Regions from separate parts of the Gossypium hirsutum genome. Here region 1 is linked to region 2. A link is a contact called in public Hi-C data. All regions are on one chromosome and are shown on one strand. Each heading gives the region's core, a stretch centred on a gene start, on an enhancer-like site or on the middle of the called end of the contact. The rest is flanking DNA. Distances are from core to core; before and after follow the strand shown. Region 1 holds the start of LOC107896361 (nudix hydrolase 16, mitochondrial). Region 2 has its middle 7.2 kb from the start of LOC121207598.

Region 1 (6,933 bases), core at 2,792-5,291, 84 kb after region 2:
TGCTCGTCTAGTGACCTAGTCATAAGTGTGTTACCCTCATAGGTTATCTTTAATCTCTTTAGGATAAATCCGTTCTCTCAACATGATCCCATTTTATCTTATGGTAACCATTACATCTCCCTTCATAAAAAGTCAATTACTATCAAATAGTAATTAAGTCATTTATCACAAAGGCAAACAACCCGTGACCATGCTTACTTTTCATTTATCATGTAATTCCAATGAGAGGATATCATTTACCCATTAGTTGGGTTATGAATTCTAGTGTTGAGAATGATGCTATCTACTTGCAGAAATCATATACCTAACACATCAGCTTTCGGTTCCTTATCTATTTGAACTTGGGCTTTTATTTACATCAAAGTATATGAGTCACGCATACATAGGCAATCATCCACTTAAGATTTAGGTATGTCATACTTTGAAAGTCAAAAGCAAATAATCCATAAACAAATCCGGGATCTATTCTGCTCGGGTCTTGTCGATGTATTGCCAGCCCAGTGAGTCACATCTATGTCTATATCTTTAAGAGTCATCCGCTCCAATGCTCAAGACAAAGCATCTCCCCAATTGGAATTGATAGACAACATATTAGTTTTTCAATCAGTTTGCTCATTTCTTATTAGACTAAGGACATGCTTAGGTTCATCTACTAATACAAGTTGTTTTTCTATATTATAGTCCGACCACATAATATCGCTTAATATTAGTTAAACGCTAGATAACTTGTGAGCCAATATTTGATTCTATTTTTCTTTTTGTGCAAAAACCGTTAAAGACATTATACAAAGAATATTATTATGATCAATGAGTATTTTATTAAACCAAGTTGTTCGAAAAATACAAGTATACAAAGATGAAAATATTACACTTAGGGCATCAAATCCAACAGATGTATGTTAATATTTTAGGGTTTGTTAATAGATTTGCTATTTTTTTATGCTTTTATAGATTAAGGTATATATAATGAATGTAAATTGCAAGGTTATCAAAATCGGACCAGTGGTCAAACCGGTTAGGCCATCAGCTCGCCAATCTGACCAATTCGATTAAATAAATCACTAAAAATTTATAAAATAAAATATTAAAAAAAAGGGTTCAATTGATTCAACCAATTATTTTTAGCTTAATTTAATTGGTCTTATACTGATTCTTAAGTCAACCAGTTAGATGCCTCTCTCTAGGCCAATATCTTAATTAGTTCTTAGTCCAACCAACTAACCTGATTCTATTTAAACAACCATGATAAATTGTGTATTTTAATTTTAAATCAAACTTATTTTCATTAATTTTAATTATAGTTAACGGATTAAAATTTTACTTCATTTCTTCAATTCATTTGGTTTAAAGTATAAGGTTTGGATAGATAAAAAATGGAAGAAATAATGAGTACTAAAATTTTATTAATAGCACATTTATATAAGGCATCAAATTCAAGAAATTTTTTTTAGAATAGTATAATTTATATCACATTACATGATAATAAGATAATTAATTAGTTAATAACATTACGTAAATTGAAAAAAAATCACTAGTTTGGTTTCCGATTAGGCCACTAGTTTGGCCAATTTAGTGATCAAATCGATTAGACCACCGATTTTTGGTTCAACTTGTAATCTGACCAGTTTACTGTTTAATAATAAAAAATAATATAAATATTAAAATAATACTTAAAAAACCTAATTTAAAATACAACTTGGACCAAACTTTTAGTGGAGCAAAATTACTAGTAAGGCCCAGCTATGTTAGGCCCATAGCAAAAAAATTTGACAAAACCCTAGTCTCATCATTTTTATTTTCCCTAGCCGCTTAACATCTTTTCATCTCTCTTTTCTATTTTCCAACTTTTTTCCTATTATCTGAACTTTTTCATCTTACAACTCAAATCCATTGGGTTTTTCTCTAGAAACGAAAATCGCTTGGTGGAATATCGAATCACCCAAGCTCAAAGCCAACCCCATTGAGTTGTCATTATTGTTCTTTGATTGAATATGGTGGGTGGCCGGCGGCAACAAGAAGGTAGCAATTAGTTGCCGACGGCAGTGGAGCAACAAGAAGGCAGCAACCTTTTGGCTTTTTTTTTCAAGTTATTTTTTTATTATTTTCTGTGTGTCAAATGCAAAAAACGATTTGACCCATTTTTACCGGTTCATGGTTTAAAAGCGTTTTGACCGATTTTTTATTATTTATCATTGGATTGGTTTATTGATCGGTTTTTAATCCGACCAATCCGTTCGGTTTACGGATTGATTACCGGGTATACTAGCTGGTCCAGTCCAATTCTGAAAACATTACCAGTTTTGCTAGTTTCACAGAGATGATACACCCTATCGATTGATTTGACTGGCAAACATAACTATTTTTGTGTATGTCTAGGGTCATCAATGCCACCATAATCACAAACCCTAAAGCGTATGTGCCTGAAAAGCTTTAAACCATTTCCCTAGTCGCTAACACATTACTATCTAGTGACTTTTGATGGTCTCAGCTGCCATGTGCACCCGCCTAAATTGATACCCATGACTTATCTGCCTAAGCCACTGGACATGACTTTTCGCATAAGTGGGCAACTTTTGTAAAGTGCTCTCGCATTAGGAGAAAGCCGCAAATCCTTAGGCGCGTAAATCCTAAAAAGAGCGAGTTGGTGGCATCAAGTATCTACATGCATTGAAGAAGAAGAAAACTCAAAACCTTTTGTTTTGTACTTCTTTTTTCACTTGACAACTATTTCAAAGCACTGACAACAATTTACTTATTTTCTTAAGCTGTAAATGATAACCATTAGATGTAATTGAGAAACGAAATGAGGCGTTGTGAGATATTTATAGGGTTTGGAAGTTGCTAAACTCACCAATCATAAGATGTGATGTTAAATAGCCTGAACTCAACATCAATGCAATACAATGTCCTATCAAATAGTATCCCCAATATCAAAGGAATCTCTGATAGAGAAGACTTAAGAGGAAACTTATAGGTATCCCCATATTGACAGCATGGTAAAATTACTTCTTCAAACCTTTAAACGATCTTTTTTCCTGAAAAAGTAGAAAATGGTAATTTTTGGGAAAATTAGGAGAGTTTGAATGTTTGATATTTTGTGGGAATAGAAGAGAAAGGGGTGTAGTATTTTTTATTAACTTAACACTCACCTAGTACGTCTTTAAAATGATAAATTTTTAATTTAATTTTTTTTATTTATAAAATTTTAAATTAGTAAATATAAATTTGTATTTTAGTCCTAAAAATGATAAAATTTTATTTAATTTTTTAAAAATTAAAAAGATATAAAATATTAAAATGATAACATTATATTTTTATGACAATAAAAATATATAATTTAATTCTGTTTAAAAAATTATTTGGCTTCACCACTGCTCTCATAGATGTTGAGTTCTAAGGTTAAATGAATTGGTTATACTAATTGGTATTATTGAACACTATAATTTTAGTAATGGTAAAATTTTACTTTAATCCTCTAAAAATAATAAAAATTTGATTTAATCTTTTAAAATTATAAAAATATAAATTATTAAAATGATGAAATTATATTTTTACTATCTTAAGAATATATAATCTAATTTCGATCTTCATTACAATAATTATCTGACTTCGCCATTACACTCACAAATGTTGAGTTCTAATATTAAATGAATTGGTTGTACTAATTGCTAAATAAATATCCTAGTTAAAGTTGAGTAACCTGAATTCGATAATATTGAGGTCTTGAACACCGTAATTTATAGTATTTTTCTTTTTATAAATAAGACATGTATTGTGATGATTTTATCATATAATAAACTTGACACTCATAAATTTGATGTGTATTTAAAAATATATTTTAAGAAAATATTTTTAATGATACTTATTTTGATAATTGATTTAAAAAATTACTATACTCAAATACAAAAACAACCACTTACTTGATAATTCTTGGATTGAAGGATAGAAAAGCAAATGCAACATCCGATTTTGATAATTACTTACTGAAAAGGTAGCATAAAGTAAATATTTTGATTTAGGTGATGCATATTGTAATTTATCCAGCCACATAATAACCAGCTCAGCTCACATGGTTTTTGACCACTCCACCGCTCGATCCGTTCTTAGCGCTTTCCTTTTCTCTCTCTCTTTAGTTTCTTAGTTTCCTTCTTTTTCTTTCTTTCCTCCCAAAAAACTGAAAAAGAAATTTCGCATTGATTACGAATTTTTTTTTACTTTTGAACGCCCCCAAGTTTTAACATAAAAAGACAAGAAAATCACAACCATTAAATGATGTTTTCTAGCATTGATCATCACCATCAATTCCGATGCCAGCAGCAATGGATGAACCATAATCCGGTACAAGCCTGAGCATTTTTTGTAAACCCCCCAAAAAGAAACAAAAAAAACACCAACCATGATCGCTTTTGTTGAAATTAGGAGGATTTGAGATTTACAAAGAAGAAAAAAAGGAAATTGTGATTTTTTCATAATATTATGTCGGATTTGGTGGCCCGTACGGGTCGTCTTCAGCAAAGGTACGAGGCTGGTTTTCGCCTTGTCGCTGGGTATGTTTTTTGTTATGATTAGTTGCTTAAACTGTGTAATGTAGATGTGGAAGATATGTTTGCATGTGGCTTTTGAGAATTTTGATTGATCAATTTTTGGTTCTTTTTATCTTTTTGAATGGTGTTGTTTCTGTTATTGGAATGTTTATTAGAGCATCGGGTTTGAGTTATTTATTTATTTTGATCGATCAATTAGAATATTCCTTTTTAAAAGAATCTGGAGAATGGGTTTGTTTTATTTTTGGTGTTTTTGAATTCTAATGGTGCATTTTAATTTTTGAATGGTTTGTATCGTCTCTGGGATTGTGTTGGCAGATGTGTGTATTTTGTTTTTGGTGTGTATCTTGTATATGTGCATTGGTATATGCAGTTTTTTAATAGGTTATTTGAAGGTTGGAGTGGATTTTTATTAAGGACATTGTTTACAGGAATATCAAATGGCTTTTAATTTTTGGTATATTATCTATCTGTTTGTTTAGATATGAGTAGTTTTACAGTTCGAATGATTCACTACATTCTTAGATGAGGGTTTGTTCGTTTTTCTTTTCTTTTGGTGTGTGTTGAGATAGTTCATTTAAGGTTCGAATTGTTGTTTATTACATTTTTTAGATGAAGATTGAAAATGGGTACTTCCTGTTTTTGTTTTTAGGATTGGTTCATTTTGAGGTTCTATGGATTTTTTTTTCATTCTTGGCATGACCATAGAAAATGGATATATTACTTTGGTGTGTATAAATTGATTATGTTTTGTTTTCAATGGCATAAAAGTGCACATTTTAATTCTGAAATGTTTTATTACATTCTTGACATGAAAATTGCAAGTGGGTGTTACTGTTTTTGTTTTACTTTAGTTCAAAAGTTTGGGATTAGTTGGTGGATTTTGTTTGTGTCTAATTTTTGTTTGTTTGTTTCTATGAGAAATGTCAATAATATCTGCTTAATGGATAAGATTATTGCTTTGGAAGGAGGGTACATGTTCTCAGTGATGAAGTGAACGATATTTGTAGAATTTTCTTCTCCACATTGCCTTATGAGCTTTTGGAACTAATATTCTAGGATAATTCTTTGTAGATTTCAGTATAATTGGTAGTTGAAGTGTTTGGAAAATGTGACACTGGCTTAAGAAATGATATTTTCTCTTGGAGGTAATCTTGGAATATCAAAATTTCATGAATGACTCATGAGGTGGAACGGACTTAGCATATCAACATGGCCTTGAGAGTGACTTCTGGTGGATATGACATATGACAAAAGGAGATTGTGAGACCTTGGAAAATTTATTGTGTTGAATAGTAGTGGTTATTGTTTTAATAATATGGTATGATGGTGATAGATTCTGTTTCCTTGGCAGGCAAACAAAGAAAAACTAGGGAAGATTATGAACGATCTTAGAAATTTCCTAACTTATCCTTTATTACTGGTTGATCAAGCAGCTTAATCCATATAGTTATGATTAACAGTTGAAGTTATGCTGACTTAATTGGTGGAACTAAATAAAAAATTTGTCTTGGTTATAGGACATCCTTCAATTTGTTATTTGGACTCGGATGTGAGCTTCAAATACAAATGCATATTAATGAGGAAGATGTTATTGAATTGGGCTCCTCTCTATTTTTGGCCTTTTTTCTACCGTCTGACGGCAAACTATGACCGTATTTTTATACATACCATGTTGGGAGAATGTTAGGTCTTCAATCTGTTCTCTTCTTTTTCCCTTGTTGCTTGTTATTTTGGATTGAAATTGAATTGTTTCATTCTGAATGTAATGACATAGACTTTTTGGACTTACGGGACACTTGGTGTCAGTTTTGAAGTTTTGTAAAAATTCTATTCGCAGTTGATGTTGATGTGCTAAATTTGCTCTTCTCTCTTGACAGATGTATCCCATTTAGGTATAGAAGTACAAATGAGGCAGATGATGTAAAATTTGGAAAGGTGGTCGAGGTACTGATGATTAACTCAACTAGTGGACCAGGTCTTTTATTTCCAAAGGTACAAACTAGCCTTTTGTTCAGGCATACAGTTTAATACTTCATTCTTTCCCTGTTCTTCCCTACCATTCCCAACCTGCATAAGTCCATACCCCGCAGAATATGGTTGCATTTATTTTTCCCCATATATACATTACTTTTGGTATAGATAAAACATAAAAAAGTTTCATAAAAACGCATGTATCCAACCTTAGTTATGTTGCAATGTCAGGTAATATTTAATTGCATTTTGGATTACTCACCAGTAGTCTTTAATTCCTATCTCTTGTTTCTTGCAGTTTTTAGCTAAATAATCTAGTGTCTGACTTTCAAATTTCCTATTAAAATTTAAGACAAAGTAGCTGGTGTACTTAGTATTTTGAAAATAATTATGTTACGTGTACTTAGTATGTTGA
Region 2 (7,465 bases), core at 941-3,440:
AATAATTATTAAGTAGTTTAAAGTTATTTGGGAGTTTTATGTCAATAAGAAAGTTTAGTTTAAAACTACTTCTTGTTTAGATTAATTAAAATTCTAGTATACTTAAGAGTTTTTATTTAGATTTATTTAGGTAGTTGCATTGTCCACAAATCAATAAATTCATTATTATTCAACTTTTCTTTTGAATTAATAAATTCTTTTTGAGTTTTCTTTTTTTAAGAATTTCTCTTGAGTTTGTTGTTGAAGAGTTTTAACAATCTTTACAGATTGTGGGGATCAATTTCAAACTTTTTCTTGCTAAGTTTTCTTTCTTGGAGGGAAAGTTAGGGTTGTTTGAAAGGGATTGTGGATTCTTCGTGTTTCTAAAGCTTCTTAGAACTTCTATATACCACGTTCTATATTTCTATCTATCTTCTTTATTAATTCTAATATTAGATTTCATTATTCTATCTTATTCACCTTAGTTATTTATTTATAATTGTTTTCTTTATTTTTATCTGACTTGGATTTATTTGCGTTTCAGGTTGTGTCAAAATTCAAGTTTCTTTTTGAACATCTAAAGCCCTAAGTCAAATCTGCGACTTTGACAAACTTTACGATCCGCTTTCACATTCATCCGCCTCATTCCTTATCACCAATAATATAGGAATTTGGGTATGACGATACCGACTATCTTGGGGTCAACGTTTGACAACCATCGAAACTGTAAAAAAATAAAAAAAAATGTTAACTTGCATTTCATTTTACTTTTCATAAACTGAAGTCTTAAAGTCTTAAAGCATAAGTATAATATATAATAACATATAGATTCTATGATTATCCTAGATCTAATAGAAGAATCTACCAATTTGTTTAAAAATGAGTAGATTCGTCCCTTGAACTGAACCCATGTCAAGTTTCCCCCATTTGTTGAAAATATTTTAACACGGTTATTAACAACAAAAAATAATTCGAGCATTACTATACAAAATAAAAAAATTTATAGGTTACCTATTAACCAAAGGGAATAAATTAAATCGACCTACTAGGGCCAAAAAAGGCATTCTGTACGAAGCCCACGATCAAAGCAAAAGTAGGCATCTTCCAATATTTTGTGACTTTTGATTCGTTGTTCAACACATTTCCTAATACAAGAATGTTAAGATAAAGCCTCCAACAATAATGCGAAATCAATTGGAAGTCTCGAATTAACTCTAGGTACATCAAATGTACCCTATTTGTCGAATTTCCTAGCATCAACACTCCACCTAACAAATGTAAAATATAGGCTCTTATGCGAAAATTTCAAAATTTTTCCTAAACCATATTCACTTTGGCTCCCTCCATATCTCCTTTATCTGGTATCTTGCCAAGTAGTTGTCTGCAAGTTTCAATGATTGCGCTGACACTGGTGACTGGGAAGCCATCTATGGGAAGCCCCAATCAGAATGCTACATGTTGTAGTGTGATTGTACACTCCCTACATAGCAAGTGGAAGGTATGTGTTTCAACTCTCCACCATTCCACCCATGTATATATCAATTCCTGGTTCAAATTAAAACTCTCGATCCTAAATGCATGACCAAATCTAACTACATCTAGGTACACATGCAAGCAGTTATCTCGATGATCTCATTTGTTATGCCTCTTTGTTTTAAGAACATGATCGTAGGACTGCAAAAAGTTTGATTATATAAAAAATTTAATTAGTAATGACCATTTAGATTATTATTATCAACATTTTCCTAATGCTATAAAAATTATTTTACCATTTGAGTAATATAAAAAGAAGTGTAGTTCGAAATAGTTTGAGAACATGATGATGTTGTCATTTTTATAATTTGTAATAATATATTAAATTTAGAATATTTATATATAAATATCTATATCTCAATATTAATAAATAAATAAAATTTTGAATTTAATATAATTAAATTTAATATAATTCTAATTTAAGATTTTAAACTAAAAAAAACATTCTAAAAACACTGATGAAGATGACTTTGAGTAAAATAAAATTTGACAACTCTTTTTTTACCATGGATATAGTGTAGGCTTTGGGGGTTTTAAAAGGTTTAGTGGTGTGGGAATCCGGGTAAACAGGCCTGGAAAACGTTGCTCGAATTTGACCTTTCTATGTCAGGCCTGTATGTTGATTTCCATGACCTGGAAATCGATCTCTGCCGCCCGTTTTCCGCCTTCTCAGTTTGCCAGGATTTGACTCAATAGGCCACGGCCCCAAGCCTCAAAATCGGTGTCACTGGACCCATTTTGCTCTGTTCAAGGTTGCAAAAAAGCTTGTCGTATTTTGATCAACTGTGCTGATATGACCGCTTTCATTTTACTGGTTTTTGGGTAAAAAAGGCCCTGATTATTATATTATTATTTTTTCACCTATTTTTCAATCCAGCTGACAAAAAAGAAATTGTCAGGCTGAAATTGGTTTGGTGAAATAGATTTTGGCTGATAAATTTAAAATGTATTCTAATTGAGGGTGGATGAATGAAATATTTATTTGTGATTAGTATAAAAATATTGATAATATTTAAATTAGATATTGTAATGATATTATAACATAAGATAAAAAATAAAATAAATATATTACTTTTCATTATCTATCCAAATTCATCTTTAGTCAATATAAGCATATGACTAATGTTTTATAGTTGAGAATCTATTTTTTAGTTAATATAATACCAATCAAATTAATAGTTAATTAGTTAAAATCATTTTGACTATTAATTTGAAGATATCCTTTATGTATATAATTAACTAAATATTCAATTTTATTAAATTAATTTTTTAAAGTGTAAAATATTAAAATAAATAAGAATTAGATCATAAATGAATACCTTAATAGAAATCATTATCCGAATAAATAAAATTAATTCGAATAATATATGAAATATTCAACATTGTTCCAACCAAAACTAAAACATAATAATATGGAATAATCGACTTTTTACTATCCCTTTTCTTATTGGCTGCAAAGTGAGAAAATCTTAATTCCGAATCCGAGTAAGAATATTCATGTAACCAAACATATCCACTATAATATCTACAAAACTTTTCTTGCTTAGTTAAACCCCTCAAACTGCAAATACTTGAAGGCTTAAACCTCTATTTTTTTCATTTTCAAAAAATGGCTCTCCTCCAAATCCACACACTTCCTCACCAAATTCCTTCACTTTCACCCATTGTTTTTTCATCAAAAACCCATTCCAAAAACTCACTCTTCTTCTCTACAACAAAGGTTAGACCTTTCTCACTTTCAACACAACCCAGAAAGCTGCTTTGCAAACCCCCACTTGGCAAATATGTCAGGGAAGATTATCTTGTGGTAATTCTTCTTCTTTCTTCTTTAATTTATTTTTATTTTCATTTCTGGGTTTGTTTTGCTTTGTCATTTGCACTATTGGGTTTCTGTCGAAATTGAAAAAAAAAAGGAAGATAAATGAAGTGCTTTTATGACTTTTTAGGTTATTCATCACTGGAAAGATTAAGTGAAATTATTGATTGTTGACTTGGAATTCAATTGTATTTTTCGTTTTTGTTTCTCATGAATCTTCCCATATACATATAATTCAGTTTGTAGCTTTTTTCCCTGTTGGGTTGCTGAAATTTTGAGAAAATAAAATAGTGGAATTTGAAGAGTATTAATCCTGTTATTATACTTCTTTAGATAGATTGTTTGTAAGGTTGGCAAAACAAAATAAAAAATGGAAGGGGCTGGTGGAAAAGTACTGTATATACTAAAACCATATATATACAACAATCTTTTATATAGGTATAGGTATATGTATATGCATATGTATCCATATACAAAATAATTGTATATGGTGAAGTTTTGTTCATTAACAAAGTTATTATACATATTTGTACAATATTAAACTAAAAATCATTAGTAAAAAGTGGGTTGCGGCGACTAGGAGTAATATGGAATGACTATATATGTAACCAACATCTATGGAGGCAAATGTTTTTCAGTACCCATGCAGGAGCAGGGAATGAGGTGGACTAAGTCCTGCTTCCACCCGCAGCCTTGCCTCTGCTATTGAGAAATAGAATCAATTGATGAATAGAGGATACTAATTATTAATGGAAACTTTGGTAGGAGGATGCTTTTCATTTTCTGCTTTTGTCCATAATGAAATGGTGTATTATTGACTTTTGAAAATTGATGACTTTGATATTGTCATTTTGGGTGAGCAGAAAAAGATGTCATCTCAAGAAATTGAGGAGCTAGTAAGAGGGAGAGAAGAGTACCCATAATTATTGATTTCTATGCAACATGGTGTGGGCCTTGTATTTTGATGGCTCAAGAACTTGAAATGGTAAGCTTTATTTTAACTCTGGATTATTTATGAAAACGATAGGATGACTAATATTTAATGTTTTGTCTGAGTTGGTTGAGTTTGAGGTTCTTTCAATTTTGAACATATTTTACAGTAACCATCGAGAACTTGAAATGGTAACCTATCCCTATGTTGCTCCCACTCTTTATTTTCTTGAAATACATGTGTTCGATGCATATCCGGACTTGGGTATGAGGATATGACTCACCAAAAAGCATCTAAATACATGGAAAAAATTTACTCATGCTGGACGCTAATTGTATCTAATGCTCCCACCCAAGTCCGATTGACATAAGCTTGTCCAGTTGTCCTCCACCATCATGGATATGCAATTAATTCCTAAGCCTTTCAAATCATTTTAAGAGAATTTTCTGACTATCCTAGAACTTGTGCTACGTTTACATGTTGTCCGAATTGATAGCATTCATGGATAAGGATAGTATTTTTGCTATCTGAAGGACGTATCAGTTTGGCCTGTATCTCAATTTTGCGATAAAATTTTACCGGAATAAACTGCAATCATACTAATGTAATCAAGTAGAAGATGAAACTATGATTTCGTTTCTGCCAAGATCTGGTCTGGATGCGGTACTTACCAAAATAGATTAATTTCATATTACAGGTTATCGGTGAGGAAATTATATTTCAGATTGCATGATAGACTTTCTGGATCTTAGGACTGAAAACAAGCCCATGCACTAGACCATTGATGAAACCTAAAAAATGGGTAGTGGAAGGCAAGTCCATAACCTGAAACTTCCAGATATTTAGTTGGACTCATGTTATTGAAGTAGTTCCGTGAAATAGGACAAGTATAGTATGGGGCTTTTGTTTCTCTTCCAGAACTCTAGGAAGGTTTGTGACACTCATTTCTCTCCTTGAGAGTAGCCTTTGTGGTAGAACTAAAGGAGCAGCAATGTTATTGACATTTTGTACTACAGAATAGACTGCTAACTAAAGATGCTGTCGTGAGTTTTCTGCAAACATTTTTGACATAGCATGAACTTAAATGTTGGTGGTGGGTCCATTGAAATGGCATTGAAAAATGCTGCAGTTTTGCATTTAATGCTCAAGTAAGATGCTTTCTGAAATTTCTCAGTTTCAACACAGTTTTTAAAGTAGCTTATATGTTTTTGAAATATTTTGGGATGCCGATTTCTGGGAAAAGTGGCAGAAACACTGCCCTTAACTATGATATGTGCTAGAAAAAGTCTAGGAATCACCTTGCAGAACTTAAGGAACACTTTCCCCCATTTCTTCTCAAATTAAATTCAGACATTTGGTTGCATTAAACTGGGGTTTGCCTTTATATTCGGTTGCTTTGCTATAAAAAGTTTTGGAGTCAACTGGATTACTTATTTTTGTTAACTCACCTAAGTTTCTACTTGTTAACATGTAGGACCAGCTTGATTTGTTTGATCGGTTTGAAGATTAAATCAAGTATAACCGTTTAGTTTTTTCTTTCTCTTTTTAATCACAGCTAGCAGTGGAGTATGAGAAAAATGCAATTATTGTCAAAGTTGATACCGATGACGAGTATCAATTTGCGCAAGATATGCAGGTAAGTTTCAAGTAATATTTATTCCTCAACTTCTTTTTCACAATTTGTTTCTCTAGTTGTGGTCTCGACACTACATTTTTCTTAAATGTATCCATGTCTGACTCATATTCGAACAAGGTATGGGGGACATTACCCTCCCAGAACCCTTCAAGTATAGGGGAAAAGAACTTTTTAAAAAATGAACATATTCGTTGGATGCATACCCGTATCTGACACGTCCAAATCCAAGCAACCATTCACCTGATTAAAGTAGCTTCTTTCCAAATGTCAATTTGACTAGAAGTCTTCCAGTCATTTTAGTAAAGTAGTGAGTGAATGGAACTGGAAATTCTGTTGTACCAGGTTAGAGGGTTGCCTACTTTATTCTTCATCAGTCCTGATCCAAACAAAGAGGCAATCCGGACTGAAGGCCTTATTCCGATACAAATGATGCGCGATATACTAGACAACGAGATGTGAGAAGAAGACTGATTATTTACTGCATAACCGAATTAAGGTACCAGATTTTGCTTCAAAGTGTTAATATATATTTTCCGGTGCTGATTTGATGCACAATGTAATAGGGAAACTGTATGATGTTGTAGCAAACTTGGGATGGAGTTTAAACATATTTATGATCTAGTTGTTGTATAGATGGCATGTCAACTATCTCTTCTTTGTCAAAGGATTATAAACTAGTTTAATTGAGGGAATTGCGTTGAGATTTCGTTATCACTAATGTAATTTGATTATTTCGTTATCACTATTATTTTCTTAATCAAAGATAATTTTTTATGGTATACATCAAGCTTAAAAGATTAAAAAAGAAAACCCTTAGACTATATATGTAATTAAACTTAAGAGGATTAGAAGAAAAGCTGGAAGTGACAAGGTGATGAAGCTGCTGGTGCTGATGCCCTTTTGACCACTTCCTATGCTTTGCATATTTTGTTTCCATGGTTTCAAGAGTAAGAATGCAAAGCCCATTCCTACTGGACCTCTCCTCCAAGCAATGTAAAGAATAGATACTGTAAAAGTACGAAGGAAGCCTTTTATACTCAAGGATGGATTGTTTTATTGAAAAATGGATAAATTGGTTCTTGTGTATTTCGAAAAGTGCAAATTAGCTGATCTTAAATTTTTTTGTTAAATAATAATGTGAAAATTGCTGAAAATTACTTTTTTATGGGTAAACTATGAAAATTGGTGCATTTTGTTCTATTTTAGTCACCCAATTATTAATTTTTTTAATTTGGTTATTAAATTTTTCAAAATTAAATATTTTAATCATTCTGAATTAATGTGAGTTTTTTATATTAGTCTAGTAATAGAATTACACCTCTAATGTTTATATATTTTATAAATTTGATTTTAAATATACAAAATTTAACAAATTTAGCTCCCAAATGTTTACAAAATTTGTCATTTTAGTTCTAGTTCTAAAAAAAATAATAAATTTGGCATTCAACATTTACAAAATCTATCAATTTATTCTTAACTCTAAAAATTTAAAAATATTAGAAAAAAATATTTTTAGCATTTTATAATCTATTCGCTAACCCATGTGAGATATTAAAATAAGACAAAAAAA

The links. A called contact is a pair of places that touch in the nucleus more often than the background predicts.
Region 1: a contact with region 2 is called in a Hi-C map of leaf, with 2.4 times the contacts expected there. The contact joins the promoter of LOC107896361 here to the enhancer-like site in region 2. A contact is called at or near these places in 15 of 34 Hi-C or Micro-C datasets (callus, leaf, seedling and 1 more).

The regions. Positions count from the first base shown.
Region 1 is chrA10:106,194,273-106,201,205 of Gossypium_hirsutum_v2.1, forward strand. It overlaps LOC107896361 (nudix hydrolase 16, mitochondrial), which reads left to right and starts at 4,042. Exons shown (of 4, transcript XM_016821514.2): 1 at 4,042-4,547; 2 at 6,425-6,539. The coding sequence starts at 4,477.
Region 2 is chrA10:106,111,906-106,119,370 of Gossypium_hirsutum_v2.1, forward strand. It overlaps the pseudogene LOC121207599. Among protein-coding and RNA genes, the nearest start is that of LOC121207598, 7.2 kb to the left of the region's middle. Within about 2 kb of position 2,191, at least 7 of the 9 cell types and tissues checked have an H3K27ac peak or open chromatin away from gene starts, as enhancers often do. A contact at or near this core is called in leaf, where this site is marked.